Linked DNA regions of Sus scrofa: region 2 is linked to region 1. The links are chromatin contacts, called in public Hi-C maps. All regions are on one chromosome and are shown on one strand. Each heading gives the region's core, a stretch centred on a gene start, on an enhancer-like site or on the middle of the called end of the contact. The rest is flanking DNA. Distances are from core to core; before and after follow the strand shown.

What was found. A called contact is a pair of places that touch in the nucleus more often than the background predicts.
Region 2: a Hi-C map of liver shows a contact between it and region 1, with 4 times the contacts expected there. The contact joins the promoter of CLYBL here to the promoter of TM9SF2 in region 1. A contact is called at or near these places in 1 of 5 promoter capture datasets (liver), 1 of 47 Hi-C or Micro-C datasets (liver) and 1 of 2 datasets of contacts at active chromatin or transcription factors (skeletal muscle).

The regions. Positions count from the first base shown.
Region 1 is chr11:68,403,791-68,410,959 of Sscrofa11.1, forward strand. TM9SF2 (transmembrane 9 superfamily member 2) reads left to right here and starts at 4,044. Exons shown (of 17, transcript XM_021065854.1): 1 at 4,044-4,916. The coding sequence starts at 4,746.
Region 2 is chr11:68,504,829-68,511,997 of Sscrofa11.1, forward strand. CLYBL (citrate lyase subunit beta-like protein, mitochondrial) reads left to right here and starts at 3,000. Exons shown (of 9, transcript XM_021065861.1): 1 at 3,000-3,119. The coding sequence starts at 3,055.

The DNA.
Region 1 (7,169 bases), core at 2,794-5,293:
GCTGGCCAAATAATCCTTCTTCTGGTTACCTCTCCTACTTTTGGCCTATACATCAAATCATGTTGTCCTGGGAATCATTTTTCATCTTAAAACTTCAGATACCCTTGGCTTTGAGCTACCAAGGGTTGTGTTTATAGCCTAAGGGCCACTTTTATTTCTAAGTTCTGGTGTTTTTGTCCACAGCAGTGCTGGACCTGAGCCACATCTTTGACCCTTACTGCCTCTTGCCACAATGTGGGCTCCTTAATGCACAGAGCAAAGCCAAGGATTGAACCCGCATCCTCATGGATACTAGTTGGGTTCTTAAACCACTGTGCCACAAGGGGAACTCCCCAAGTTACAGTGTTTAGACTGGGAGGAAAAAGGACTATGGTGACTTTTGGTTCCATGAACTATCACAATTTTATATCAGAAATAGAATGGCAATGAGGTGATTTTTATCTTCTAGAAAATCACTACAGGCATGTAATGAGCAGACTACAGTTATGCTTCCTGCACTGTGTCCAGAAGCTGGGTTGCCAAATAAAACATATGCATGTCCCATGGAATATTTGGGACATACACAGACAAAAAAATGATTCATTGTTCATCTGAAATTAAAATCTAACTGGGCAGCCTATGATTTCACTTGCGAAGAAATACACAGAAGCCATGGGAAATTCAGAAAAACAGCTGTCCAAATAATTTTGGCATAAAGCAGTGGAAAAAATAAACACCGGATTTTTAACAGCTTTAAATGGAGCCAGCAAATGCTACTGTAGCAAGGGAGAAGATCCTGTCCCTCAAGTTTTACGGCCGAGTCAGAAGTGTTATTTAGTCCTTGGAGAAAGGAAGCGTCACAGTCAAGGGGAGGGTGGAAGGAAAACTTCATTTCTTCCTAGTTTGGAACTAGAATCCTCACTCAGCCCTTCTGCGTGGCAGCGCCCAGGGAGGAGGCGCCCACAAGCCAGGGATTCCATTTTGCCGCCTGGGTGAGGGACAGAGCAATGTCGCCACGCCAGATTCCCGGTACCTGGGTGCCACCTGCCCCAGGTAACAGAAAGAAACCCTGGCAAGGCTGGATGCGGAAGTAAGGAGTCCGCCCCGCCCCGCCCCGCGGCCGAGCTCCGCCCCCGGCCCCTCCCACCCGGCCCCGGCCGTGCGGGATGACGTGTCTGAACTCTGGAGGCGGAAGCGGGGAGAAGGTCGCCAGGGTAGGGGTTGGCGAGGCGAGGCTGGCCGGCCCTGCGCACGCGCGATCGGCGCTGGGCGGCCCGGGTTGCGTCTGAAGTCCGGAGATCATTTTTATTGAGAAAGAACTCCACTTATCCGGGTTTTTGCTGATGCTGAGCTCGGAGGATCGAGGGGGCGGCGAGATTTGGAAGGACCCACCCCCCGCCATAGACTCCCCGGCTCCGTCCGCTGAGTCTCAAGGAGTAACCGTTTGCGGGCGCTCAGTCCGCCTTCTTTCCTCTGTCAGTGGAAGAGGTTAAACGCATCTGGAAAACCTCAGGTTTATTTCAGCGCTCAAAAGCCTTCGATTCTGAATTCAGATCTAGAATTTATATGGTCCAGCCGGTACCAAACCTGCAGTACTTTGTAGTTACTTGCTGCTCTTGTCTCCTTTATGTGCCGTACGCTGCTCTAGGCTCTGGGGTGCAGAGACCAGGTCCTTACTCCCCCGGGGTGTACGTATAAACGAGGAGTGAGGCAGTAAACAAATAACCACGTTAACTCCAGGTAGTGATAAAGTAGTGAGGAGTGCCTGGGGGGCGGGTTAAGCAGAAAGTAGAACGGAGGGATTTAAAGATTTAAGATCGCTTTGTCAAGAGTGCAAGCTGAGAGGCTATTGCATTTAGTACAGGTTCAAGAGAACTACGATTTTGGCTTGAACTAGGCTGTAGCTGTGGACATGGTAAGTACGGAGGATTTAGTCTAGTTCAGCGGTCCAGCAAGCACAACTTGTTGAAGGACTGTTTGTGGAGAGTGAAGGAACTTGAAATTTAGGTTATCTCCCAGGTTTGGGGCCTGAGAAGCACGGGGGCGGGGGGTGTGTCAGCAGTGCCCTTTCTTGTGTGGGGGGGCACTGAGATAGTGAAGTTCAAGTATTTAGTGGTACTGGATAAACAGAAGGTAGTGAACAAAAAATGTTGGCGTTCTTGTAACTCAGCTCAGTGGAAAAGAACCGGACTTTAGTATCCATGAGGACACAGGTCCGACCCCTGGCCTCACTCAGTGGGTCGAGGATCCTCCTACCTTGCTGTGAGCTGTGGTGTAGGTCGCAGACGTGGCTCGGATCTGGCGTTGCTGTTGCTGCAGTGTGGGACTGCAGCTACAGTCCCGATTGGACCTCTGGCCTGGGAATTTCATGCCACAATTGCAGCTCTAAAAAGCAAATAATAATAATAATGTTAATTTTATTCTGCTACCTTTCTAAATGGAGAGAAACATCGCTTCCTCGTATTATATTAGAAATCTCTATGACTTCAACAATAGAATATTATAAATTCTTTTTCCCTAGACCAAATACATTGGGCAAATATATTAATTGTTTGCTCAAAGGAGAAGTGACCTAAATACAATCCAACTGCTCAGGCCCCCCAACCACCCCCACCCCCTACACCTGCAGTTTCTATTATAACACTTGATGCCTTTCCTCTGTATAGTGCTTAACCCTTGCCCCTTAATCTTCACAACCACTTAAAGAATATGGTGTTGACTGAAAAAAATGCACCACCTTAAAGTTGAGAATTATGTTTTATCTGGCGGACAGAATTGAGGACTTAAGCCTTTCAGATAGCTTTGAGGACTGCTCTGAAGAGGCAAGGGAGAAGCCAGGATATAATGGCTGTTTTTGCGAAAGACCAGGTAGTAAGAACTTTAAAAGATTACGGTTAAAGAAAATCAGACATCTTGAGTTAATTAAATTTAGCACTGTTCTTTGTATGGGAAGATGCAGGAGTCTGGCCTCACTGGAAATACTCCTTCAGTATGCGCCTTAGCTATCCAGGACCAGTATCCTGCTTTTCCCCATCCGGAATCCCCTCAGGGTGCACAGTTGGCGGTAGCTGCAGTGGCTGAGGGCCTGGCAGTTTGTCTCCATCCTGAGTTCCCTCAGGGCTCACTGTCAGCCGGGGCTGTACTGTCTTCATGGCTGCAACATCCTCTGATGACGGATATGGCAGGTACCATTTTTCATTCGCAATGGACATCCTATTATACTTCCTGGGACTTGATGATTTAACTTGCTCAAGGTCCCCATAAGTTAATAGTGCTGTTCCAAAGCTGGAGTTCTTAGTGGGAACTATCTTTGCGAGCATGTTCTGCTTACTCCCCAGCATAGAACAGTGGTCCTTAGCCTTTTTTGCACATAGATTCCTTTGAAAATTTAATGTTATAAACTGTCCAGGAGAAAACGTGCAGATACCCACAAGAATTTAGATAGGATTGCCTGGGGCCCCACAAATTTCTGAATTGTCCATCTAGTAAACGTGCCCCTGTTTGATTTCTCAGCTGAAGTACTTCTGGGTTGATTCCTTGCTAGAAAGTCTACATGAATACCATCTTCTGAAGTATTCGATTGAACTCCAAGGTTCAGCTGAATTGACTTTTTAAACAAAGACTGTCCACCATTCCATTTCTACAATGATCAAACCAGTCCCCCACCGACAGGGTGCCCTGAGGGGAATTCAGGATGGAGAAAAACGGGAGTATACTGTGCTCTGGATACTGACCCTGGATAGTTAAGAGGATATCTAGGGAATAATTTCAGTGAACCCAGATTCTTGCATCTTCTCATACCTAGAAAAGCACTAATCCTTAACTTGAGATGTCTTTTCTTCCTGATTATCAGTAATCTTTGATTTTTTTTTCCATATATATTCTGGCTTCTCCCTTACCTCTTCAGAGCAGTTGCTCAGAGCTTAGAGGCTGTCTCCCTCGCTACAGTCCTCAGTAAATTTCCTGAATAAAACTTAACTCACAACTTTTGTGCATTTTTTTCTCTTCTCCCTCTCTCTGTTTTTTTTTTTTTTTTTTTTTTTTTTGGTCACCAAAAGCAAGTTTCAGAGTTCCTCGGGTGAGAGACCTGGCATGGTCACTGCTGTGGCCCCTGTTTGATCCCTGGCCCCCAAAACTTCCACATGCCTCAGGTGTTGCCAAAAACCAAAAAACACAAGTTTCTCCCTGAAAAATACTCAAAAAATGCACTGCACAAACAAATCCGTCTGTATACAGCAAAGAAGGGCATGGCATCACTTCAATAGGAAAAGCAACAGAGACGTGCTCAAGGATGATGATACCAGATTCCTATTTTGCTGGAACTGCTTTGCTTACTGGGGTGCGGAAACCGCGGGAAACTGAGACAAAGCAGAAAGCTTGCGGCGCCGGCGCCGGGCCCCAAGGGAGCTCTAGATCGGAATTTGGAATCGGAACGTGAGTGCTGGAACCTCCCTCACAGCAACCACTCCAGCCGGACCGCTGAAAACCTGGAAAGTGGATTTCCTCCACTCCGGCTCCCGGAAACTCCTGGGGGCGCCTGCGGCCGCTCTCACTGAGCATGTGCAGGCGGCGTTGCGCATGCTCCGTCGAGGCCCGGTTCGGTTTCTGTTGCGGAACCCGTGGTGTCTCCTAGCGCAACCGGAACTGTCCGTCGCGGGGCCGGCCTCCCTCAGCTCCGGCGGCCTGGTCCTCGTCTCCGAGCCTCCCCGTCCCTCCTTCCCTCTTCACCCCCGCGGCTCGGCTGCCCTTTCCCCGGAACAGCCGTCATGAGCGCCAGGCTGTCGGCGTCGTTTCCATCTCGGTGGCCGCGGCTGTGGCTGCTGTCGCTGCTCCTGCTGGGGGCCGCCCCGGGCCCGCGTCGGGGCGCCGCTTTCTACCTGCCCGGCCTGGCGCCCGTCAACTTCTGCGACGTAGAAAAAAAGAGCGACGAGTGCAAGGTGGGTGCGGCCTGACGGACCCCCGGGTGCATTGTCGGAAGGGGAAGCCTCTCCGTGCCTGGGCGGCCGGGGCCCGAGGGGAAGGGGGCGTAGCAGTGGGTGCGGTCCAGTGTCCCCAGAAGCGCTTGGGGTTGGCGCGGCTGTGCGCCGGAGGCTCCGGAACGGCCTGGTAGCGGGGTGGATTCTGCAGGACTCGGTGGGCCTCGGGCTCTCCTCCCGTCTGGCCGAGAGCTAGTGTGTGTGCAGCTGTCCTGAAACGGGGACTGTGCGTGTCCGGCGCTCCCTTGGAGTTGGATGCGTGCAGGTCAGCGAGCGTTCCACGAGTTGGGGGTGTTCGCTTACAGCCCGGTCACGCTCTGCAAGGAAGGGGGCGGCCAGGTCTTCCAGCAACTTTTAAGTTCATTGCTGCCAGTTTGCTACTTTTCTAGAACTCCTGGTTGGTTACGAGCTCGTTCTTTCTAGGTTTTTGGCATTTTAAACCTCACGATTAGCGATTACTTCCTTATTTGTGGAATTTAACACCCAGAGCCGCGTAAAGTGCATTAATAAAGAATTGCTGTGATGGTTGACATAGTTAATTTCTACCTTTGAAGTGTAAAAGATTTTTTAATATGCAGAAGATACATAAGATGACGCTGTTTAGTTCTCTGAGGTTGTTTGAAACACTTAAAAGGAGCAGACCACAGGAGAAGCTGGCCTTTTCTTCTAGGGTAAACCTTGAAAACTTTGACCTCTTACGACCTCAAACTCAAGCTTTTCACTTTAACCACTAGTAAAAGAGAAATAAGTAACCTGCTTCTAGATTATTGGGCATAGGGCAGGACAGGAAACATATACAATTATTTTGGATTGCTAAAACTTAACATTTGGGGCATGAGAATTTCTTTGAAACCATTAGTAATTTTAACAATTCAAATAATCGTTTAGCAATCTTTTACAATCTATAAATAGGTTTATTTACTAAGTTTGCTTTTTTTAAAGCTGGTGTTTATTTTATTACTGCTAACTTTACTATAGCTGTGAATTTTGAGCTTATTTTAGGGCACTAAAGAAGCTATTAAATTTTTTCATGGCATTTTACAGTTTCTGTTTCAAAACTTGGATCTCTAAAAATGTCTAAGGATATTTATGGGTTACTCAACAGTTAGCACTTGAATACTGTGGCTCCCATACACTTGCAGTGCAGGAAGCTTTCACTCTTTGGGGGTTATGACTGAAAGAAAATAGTGCTTCCAAGTGGAGGAGAGCGCGAGTCCTGCAAGCACCCTGGTTTTTCCATTAAACGTTTTAGTTACCAGCCTTTAAAACTTAGAATTTGGTCTTCGAATTTAAATTTGACAGCAATCGGGAGTTCCCGTGGTGGCTCAGCGGAAACAGATCTGACTGGAATCCATGAGTACGCAGGTTCTGTCTTTGGCTTCTCTCAGTGGGTTTAGGATCCGGTGGGGTGTAAGCTGTGGTGTAGGTCGCAGACGCGGCTCGGATCCCACGTTGCTGTGGCTGTGGTGTAGGCCAGCGGCTACCACTCTGATTCGACTCCCAGCCTGGGAACCTCCATAGGCCGCGAGTGGGGCCTTAAAAAGACCAACCCCACTCCCCAAAAAACATAAATTTAATAGCAGTCTTGTATTCCTAGTGCCTTAGAGACAAAAAAAATGTTTCTTTCTTTTAGGAACGTCAAAGTAAAGGTCATAAGCATATGACAGATTATCAAAATCTGATATGTTCCAAAAGCCGTCCCTCCAAAGTGCTCTGAAACACCAATGAGGAAACAGCTATGTATTAGAGTCTTCAGGGAAAGCTACAAAGGCAGTGACATTTGAGAGGGACCTCAAACTTGAGGATGAGTGAAATTTACAGGTGGTCTGCCAGTTAGACAATTTTTGTTTCCTCAACAGGTCCTTCTTTAGGTAGCTACTTTTAGTTCACGTTTGATTAATTTCAGGGGCCCTTTTGGATTTTTAATTTCCAAAAGTATAAGGATGAAACAGACAAGACAAATCATTTTTCAGAAATGTTTGAATTTCCTCTTCGTTGCCAGTTGCTTTTACAGCTTGGTCAATAGAAACAGATCTTAAGGAAGATGTACTTTTAGCAGTTTTTCCCTAGAATTTCTTGCTTGTGGAATTTGAAGGACACTTTAATATTTCTTCTCTTTGCCTCTCAAAGGAGAAAAAGAGTAAATAGTTCAAATTTTCATTACTTCAATCAGGGTATTAACAGTTTTTTTTTTCTCATCCATTCCGTATTTGT
Region 2 (7,169 bases), core at 1,750-4,249, 100 kb after region 1:
ACTGTGTACCCAACACCCAGCTCCACCAGTGGTCAGTGTTGGTTGATTAGTCTGGTGCCCACCATCCCCGCATGTCAGCTCGCTGTGCTCTGGAAGTGTGATGTTTCTGTGCTTATCCTTCCTTCTCAGAACTCTGCCAGGTCTTCCCTCCCCACACTGCTTGACTCAACAGGCTAATGGGACTCAGAATTTTTCAGCCTGCCAAATTTCATATTATTTTAGTGCCCTTGGAGCACTTTTATTTTTCTTTCAGGTTTGGGGGTTTGAATAATGACAGATTCAACTAGTCTCAGGAAAGGACCTCTTGATCCCTTTCTCTATTATGTCTGGATATCCATCCTCCAGACATGCGCACACTAGGTAGAAAGTTACTAAAGCTTTATTTAAATGTCTACCAACATTAGAAAACAGACGATAAAACCCGTTAAGTTAGACATCTCACGAAGAAGCTCAGTAAAGCCACAGTAGCCCTGGTGAAAATGGGCACAGCCTCAATGTCTTCAAGCAGAATCTGAAAGAAAATGAATCAGTTAGGAAGTCAATCACTGCAGGCTGTATTTTACCTAAAAAGCCATAAAGTCCAGGGCATTTTTAATAAGGATAACTATTTGGCAGTTCTCAGAATTATAATTAGGCTAGAGGTTATTTTCATCTTTATTAAATACCTCCAGGTTACAGGCCATTGGGCCAGGTGTCAGGGACACATGGCAATGACAAGGTATATCAGGTCCCTGTTCTCAAAGAGCTCATATTCTATTCCTGTAGATGGAGTTTCTAAACCAGAGTACTAGCAGCCTTTCTACGAGTGGGACTGCCTGAGCAACCCTAGCCTTGCCTAGAAATGGCCTCCAAAGGCCACCTGATTAGGGCAGTAATTCCCTCCCACCTTGAGACCAGAGAAAAGGCACAAATAAGAGAGTAAATTCAGTGATGAGATCCTGTGTATAGCACAGGGAACTAGCTCCAGTCACTTGTGATGGAACATGATGGAGAATAATGTGAGAAAAGGAATATATATGAGACTGGGTCACTTTGCTGTACAGGAGAAATTGACACAACACTATAAACCAACTATAATGGAAAAAATAAAAATCTTTTTTTTGCTTTTTAGGGCCTCACCCATGGCACATGGAGGTTCCCAGGTTAGGGGTCGAATTGGAGCTGTAGCCACTGGCCTATGCCACAGCCACAGCAATGCAGGATCCGAGCCACATCTGTGACCTACACCATAGCTCACAGCAACACCACATCCTTAACCCAGTGATCGAGGCCAGGGATAGAACCTGCAACCTCATGGTTCCTAGTCGGATTCATTTCTGCGGCACCACAACAGGAACTCCAAAGATAAAAATCGTAAAAAAAAAAAAAAAAGTAAATTCACAAATCAATAGATAAACATGGTGATGGGGGCTGTGATGGAAATGATCAGATGGCTGTGCCAGTGAACTAGACTGGGGGATGCTATGCATTGTCCGTGCGGGCCCTTTGAGCAGGTGGCAGTAGGGTCAATGTCCAGGATGCTGAGACGGGTGTAGACATATGCATTGTGGGTATAGGAAACAGCATGTGTGAAGGCCCTTAAGTGGGAGAGGGCTTATCAAACTCAAGAAATAACTGCACAGAGAGAAGATGGATGGCCTGTTGCAGAGACGGGCAGGGGCCAGATAGAGTAAGGACTTCAGATGAAAAATTGGGGTTTTACTCTAACTGCTTCTGTCCAAAGTTCATAATAACAGAAGTAAAATCAATGAATCACCAAAGTAGTAATTAGCAAAATCTTATTGTGCACATACCAAAAAGACATTTTGCAAACTGGGAGCTCAAACTGAAACATGGAACAAGGCTCAGGGATATATTGTTATAAGCAGTTTATTTAGTGAGAAGGAAGTGATTGTTTATTCTTCACAGTGATTGGTTATATTAGAATTTTCTTAAATGATAGGGAACTAGTCAGTGGTTACCTCATTTCAACCTTGGGAAATAGTTCAAGGTTTGGGTATGATTTCCAGAGGCATAAGCAAGAAATGACCTAGGTTGAGCTGTCTTGCGAAATAAGCTAAATCAGACGTTGCTTGTATGATGACATTGTTTGTCTGCTCACAGAATTTTCAGGGTTGGTCTCCATTTGTTTTTTATTTTAACGCTTTTCACTGGAAGTCGCCAGAGTTTTAAGAAAGGAATTGGTGTGATGATGATAATACTAATAAGTAATTAACATTGCTGAGCACAAGCTCTGGGCTAGGTGAAGTTTTAAGCTCTTTATATATATTGACTCAATTTAGCCTAATAGCAACCCTGTGAGGTGAGTACTGTTTCCATTACCGTCTTATAGGAGGAAACTGAAGCATGGAGAGCTTAAGAAATTTGCTCTAAGTCGCACATCTGGAAAGCTCCGTTTTAATATCTTATCATTCTCCTAACTGTGAAGACGGAGGGGTTGTATTTGCTGACAGACTGGCAGGAAGGACCTGGGCTGAAGAGTTGTGTTTGCTGCCCACGTCCTCAACAAGCACTTCTCTAGCCCAGAAAGCTGCCGGCAACGGCTATTCTGATCCTATTACAGGCATGTCCGTCCCTGGACGGATTAAATGTTAACCGAGGCACGCACATGGTGAGGCTCACAAAGTTTGTTAGGTAGTCTTTTAACAAAAACAACAGAAAAATCTCTAGAAAAATTGGCCAGGTCTGGCTGGGAAAATGCAAGGTCTCTCGAAAGCCGTCCTAAAAAAAACCCAGAAGAATGGGAAGGGTTGGATTCAGTCACCAAAAAAAAAAAAAAAAAAAATGCTCGAGAAGAAGCCATCCACTTGGACTCCACTCTGCCCCGCGTTACATTCCTGGAAGGTCTGAGCGCTCGAGTTGGCAGGTGCGCAGAGCGGGAGGGCGTGGCTTGCGGGGGGCGGGGCAGGCAGCTTGGGAAACGAGGTCGAAGCGGGCCGTGCGCGGGGCGGGGCGAAGTAGGGGTATCCTGGGGCGTGGCGACGTGGGGGCGTGGCCCCGAGGGCGGGGCGAAGTGGAGACGGACTTGGCGGGGGCGGGGCGCGCGTTGAGAAGATGGCGCTGCGTCTGCTGAGGAGGGCGGCGCGTGGAGCGGCGGCCGCGGCGGCGCTGCCAAGGCTGTGAGTGCAGGTCCCTAGTCCCCTCGCCACCCGGCCGAGCTCGCCCAGGGTCGGTGCCCGGCTCAGCGTTTCGGGCTGAGCGCGGCCTTCCGCGTCCCTGGAGGGAACTCCCGCGGGCCACGAGCACCGTGCGCCTCCCGCGCGCGGGCTCGACCTCAGCCAGGGTCGCCGACGGCCCGCGAGGGTCTCTCCCACGGACTGTGCCTCCCTGGGGGCCGGCCTTTGCTTGGGCCCGGAAAATGGGTGCAAACATTGGATTTCTCAGACCCAGAAAAAAAGCTAGTCTCCCCACAAATGGAAACCATGAACGTGTGGGTGTTTTATTAAAGGGAGCCTGAAATTATCAGGCTGGCCTGATGATGCCATCTTCCCCCTAGTTGTCAGCACCGCGGTTCCCAAACTGTGTGCTCTCAGGACCCCTTTATACACTGAGAAGTTACGAGGACCCCTGAAGAGTTTTTGCTTATATTTGTTCATTTTTACAGCATGGGGAATGAAAGACAAAATTTTAAACTACTCATTTAAAAATAGCAAACCCATTTGTATTTAACACAAATGGCATCTTTAATGACAAATATATTTTCCGAAAAATGAGAAGAGTGGCATGGTTGTATATTTTTGAATATCTCTTCAGTGTAATAAAGGACAATTGGAATCTCATATCAGCTGTTTTGGAAGAAGTTTACTAAAAAATTCCAGGCTCCTGCACACATTAGTTAGAAAAGGGAAGACTTTGCAGACCCTCTAAAAGGGTCTCTGGGACCCTCAGGTGTCCTCAGATCACACTTTGAGAACCGCTGGTCGAGACTAGCTTGTTTGCCCGTGTCATGCACACACATGATTCTATTCCCTGACTACCATGTGAAGGAGCTGGGTGACCCGTCTCTAAAGATGAAGAAACCGACTCTCAGAGAAGGTACATGACTCTCAAAACAGGAGAGTTCAGAAACCAAATCCTTTGCTTCTGGTGTGGAACATCTGCTTGCTCTGTGTTTCCTGAATCGATGGTGTCCCTGCCAGGGCCTGCTCAGTCTTACGCTTCCCATTTTCCCATTTCCTAGACCTGGGCCTGGTAATGGGATCACCCCTGGGCCAGAGGAGCTCCCGAAGGGGTATACCCAGACCCTTGCAGAAGGTCCCTTTTCTGGACTGTGAAGGGGCCCGCTTTTGTGGTGTGTTCAACAGTGGGTCCAGTGGCCACACCCAGTCACCTACTTTTGAGGCTCCTGGGGCTCAGCCCACGATGCTCTTCACCTCCCTAGGCACACTGGTTAATTTTCAGTATACCCATACACCGCACCCAGCCCCTGGCAGCAGGCTTTCATGCAGGCCTGCATCCAGGTCAAGTCCTGTGGGTCCTGGCGCCTTCAGAACGCATGGGGCTGGGAAAAGTAAATAAGCTGAAGGCCAACCTAAAAGGCCCGCCTAGGGATGCCTTAATTTCTACCCCAGTTGGTTTGCATTTCAACTCCAGGCCATCGGACCTGCTTCTGGAGGCTTTTTTCTTCTGTTTTTGGTCTCAGCACCATTGCCCGTAGGCTGGTGTTGACCCTTCTTCCCAACCCTCCAACAGTTGCCCCTTTACAGTGCTGTCCCTGATGCTTCCCTGCCCATCCTGTCTCCAGCCGTGCATCTCTCTGTGGCCACGGCTTGATTTATGTAGATACTCTGCCCTCAACTTGGGGGAATGTAACTCCCCATGAGTATTTGTGCTATTGCCAGGGATGGCTTTTAAATTCCCTCAGCTGGCGGAACAAACAAGTATGTGTGAATAGTAACCCGTGCATATACACACATCTGTAAATGTTTCTCATGTAAGCATCTGTATCTGTATTAAACTAAACATGAGTTCATACTGTCTCTAATTCCAACCCACTGCCACATGGATCATTCCAGCCTCCTCCCCTTGATTGTAAATTGTCACTCCAGCCTTGAGAAACCTGGCTCCCACCATATGCCTTCCAGTTACTCAGTGATTCCGTTTCAGCGTACACGTGTGGCAGTACCTGTATTGTTAGACCATACATACTCCATGGGAGAAGACTTTACCATCGAGGGTCCAGTCAGTAATCAGGTGCAGTTCCTTTCCCTTTAGTCTTATAGGGTCTGGTCACCTTTTTCTCCCATCCCCTGCAGTGAGGTTGATTCATACATTTGTAATACCCTAAACCTCTCTTGTCACAGTTTGCATTCTTTCCTGGGATCCCTCTATCTCCCAAATGATTTTTTAAATTACATATATCAAGGTTCACTATAAAGTTTGAGGCTTTTGAGAAGTACGTAATATCATGTGTCTACTGTAACAGTATCATACCTCCCTAAAAATCCCCCTGTGCTTTATCTATTTATCCATTCTCTTCTCCTTCTAAACTCTCATTTTACTGTCTCTATCATTCTGCCTTTTCCAGAATGGCATGTAATTGGGGTCATCCAGTGTCTTTTTAGGCTGAGCTCCTTAGCAGTGTGCATTAGGTTTCCTCCGTGTCTTTTCATGGTTTGTTAACTCATTTCGTTTTAGTGCTGAGTAATATTTCATTGTATAGATGTACCACAGTTTATTTATCCATTAACCTATTGAGGGGTATTTTGGTTGTTCTAGTTTTGATTATGAATAAAGCTGCTATAAACATATGTGTAGGTTTTGTATGGACATACGTTTTCAAATCAGTTGGGTAAGTACCTACGAGTATGAATGAGCGGGAAGACAATATTTTGCTTTATAACAAACTGTCTTCCAAAGTGGCTGTACCATTTTGCATTTCCACCATCAGTGCTTGAGAGTTTCTGTTGCTTTGTGTCCTTGCCAGCATTTAGTATCTTTAGTTAAAAATTTTAAAGCTCTCGTAATAGATGTGTAGTGTATAGTGGTATATGTTGTATCTTAAGGTGTAAATTTGTTTTAACTTGAAATTACCTGAAGTCAGAGGATGGGGAGCACCTTGTCATGTTTTGTTTGTTTGTTTGTTTGTTTTTGCCATCTGGGTATCTTCTTTGGTGAGGTGCCTATTCAGATCTTCTGCCTCTTTCTTATTTGGGTTGTTTCTTTATTGTTCAATTTTAAATATTATTTGCATATTTTAGATATAAGCCCTTTATCAGATATATGTCTCGCAGATATTTTCTTCCCGCCTGGGACTTGTCTTTTCATTTTCTTAACAGCATTTTTCACACAGCAGAAGTTTTTGATTAAAGCCTTCTGAAATTTTTGATAAGCCTTCTGAAGACAAGCTTATCAATTTTTTTTCTTTCATAGATCATGCTTTTGGTTAAATATTTAAAAACTTATTGCCAAATCCTAGGTCACATAGATTTTCTCCTGTATTTTCTTTTAGAAATTTTGTAGTATTGTGTTTTATACTTTGGTCTAGGATCCTTCGTGAGTTAATTTTTATGACGAGTGTAAGGTCTGTCTAATTGATTTTTTTTTTTTTTTTTTTTGCATATTGATCTAGTTTTTCTAGCCCAATTATTGGGGGGGAAAAAAACCTGCCCTTTTTCCATTAAATTGCTTTTATTCCTTGGTCAAAGATCAGTTGACTATATTGCTGCTGAAAAGCAGCCTCTGCTCCCCAGTCCCAATTGAAACACTGAGAGAGTTTTGGGTGAAGTAGAAAAGGGTGATTTATTGCTTTGCCAGGCAAAGGAGGGCACAGCAGGCCTGTGCCTTAAAAACTGTGTCCTCCCTTGGGGAAAAACCGAGGGACGTTTTATAGTCTTATGGGAGAAAAAGAAGGCTATATAAGAATCAGGGTTGGGACAGGCACACATTCTTTTTTCTCTTGGAGAATTCTGGTCATCAGAGCTGGCGTTGGGAGATTTTGGTGTAGTCCGGTGGTCTTCTAGGATATGACATCCTGACCTTTCCTAGAACGGATATACTTGCTAAAGCGTATGTTTTTCAGAGATTATGAAAAATTAGGAAAGTATCAGAAAAGCCTCAGGTGCTTAGTGTAATTTTTAACTCACAAGCAGCTGTGTTCAGGGTGCAGTCAAGCGAGGAAAAGGTGCAGGGAGAGCTCTAAGTTATTTGTTCCTAAACGGCATAAGGGG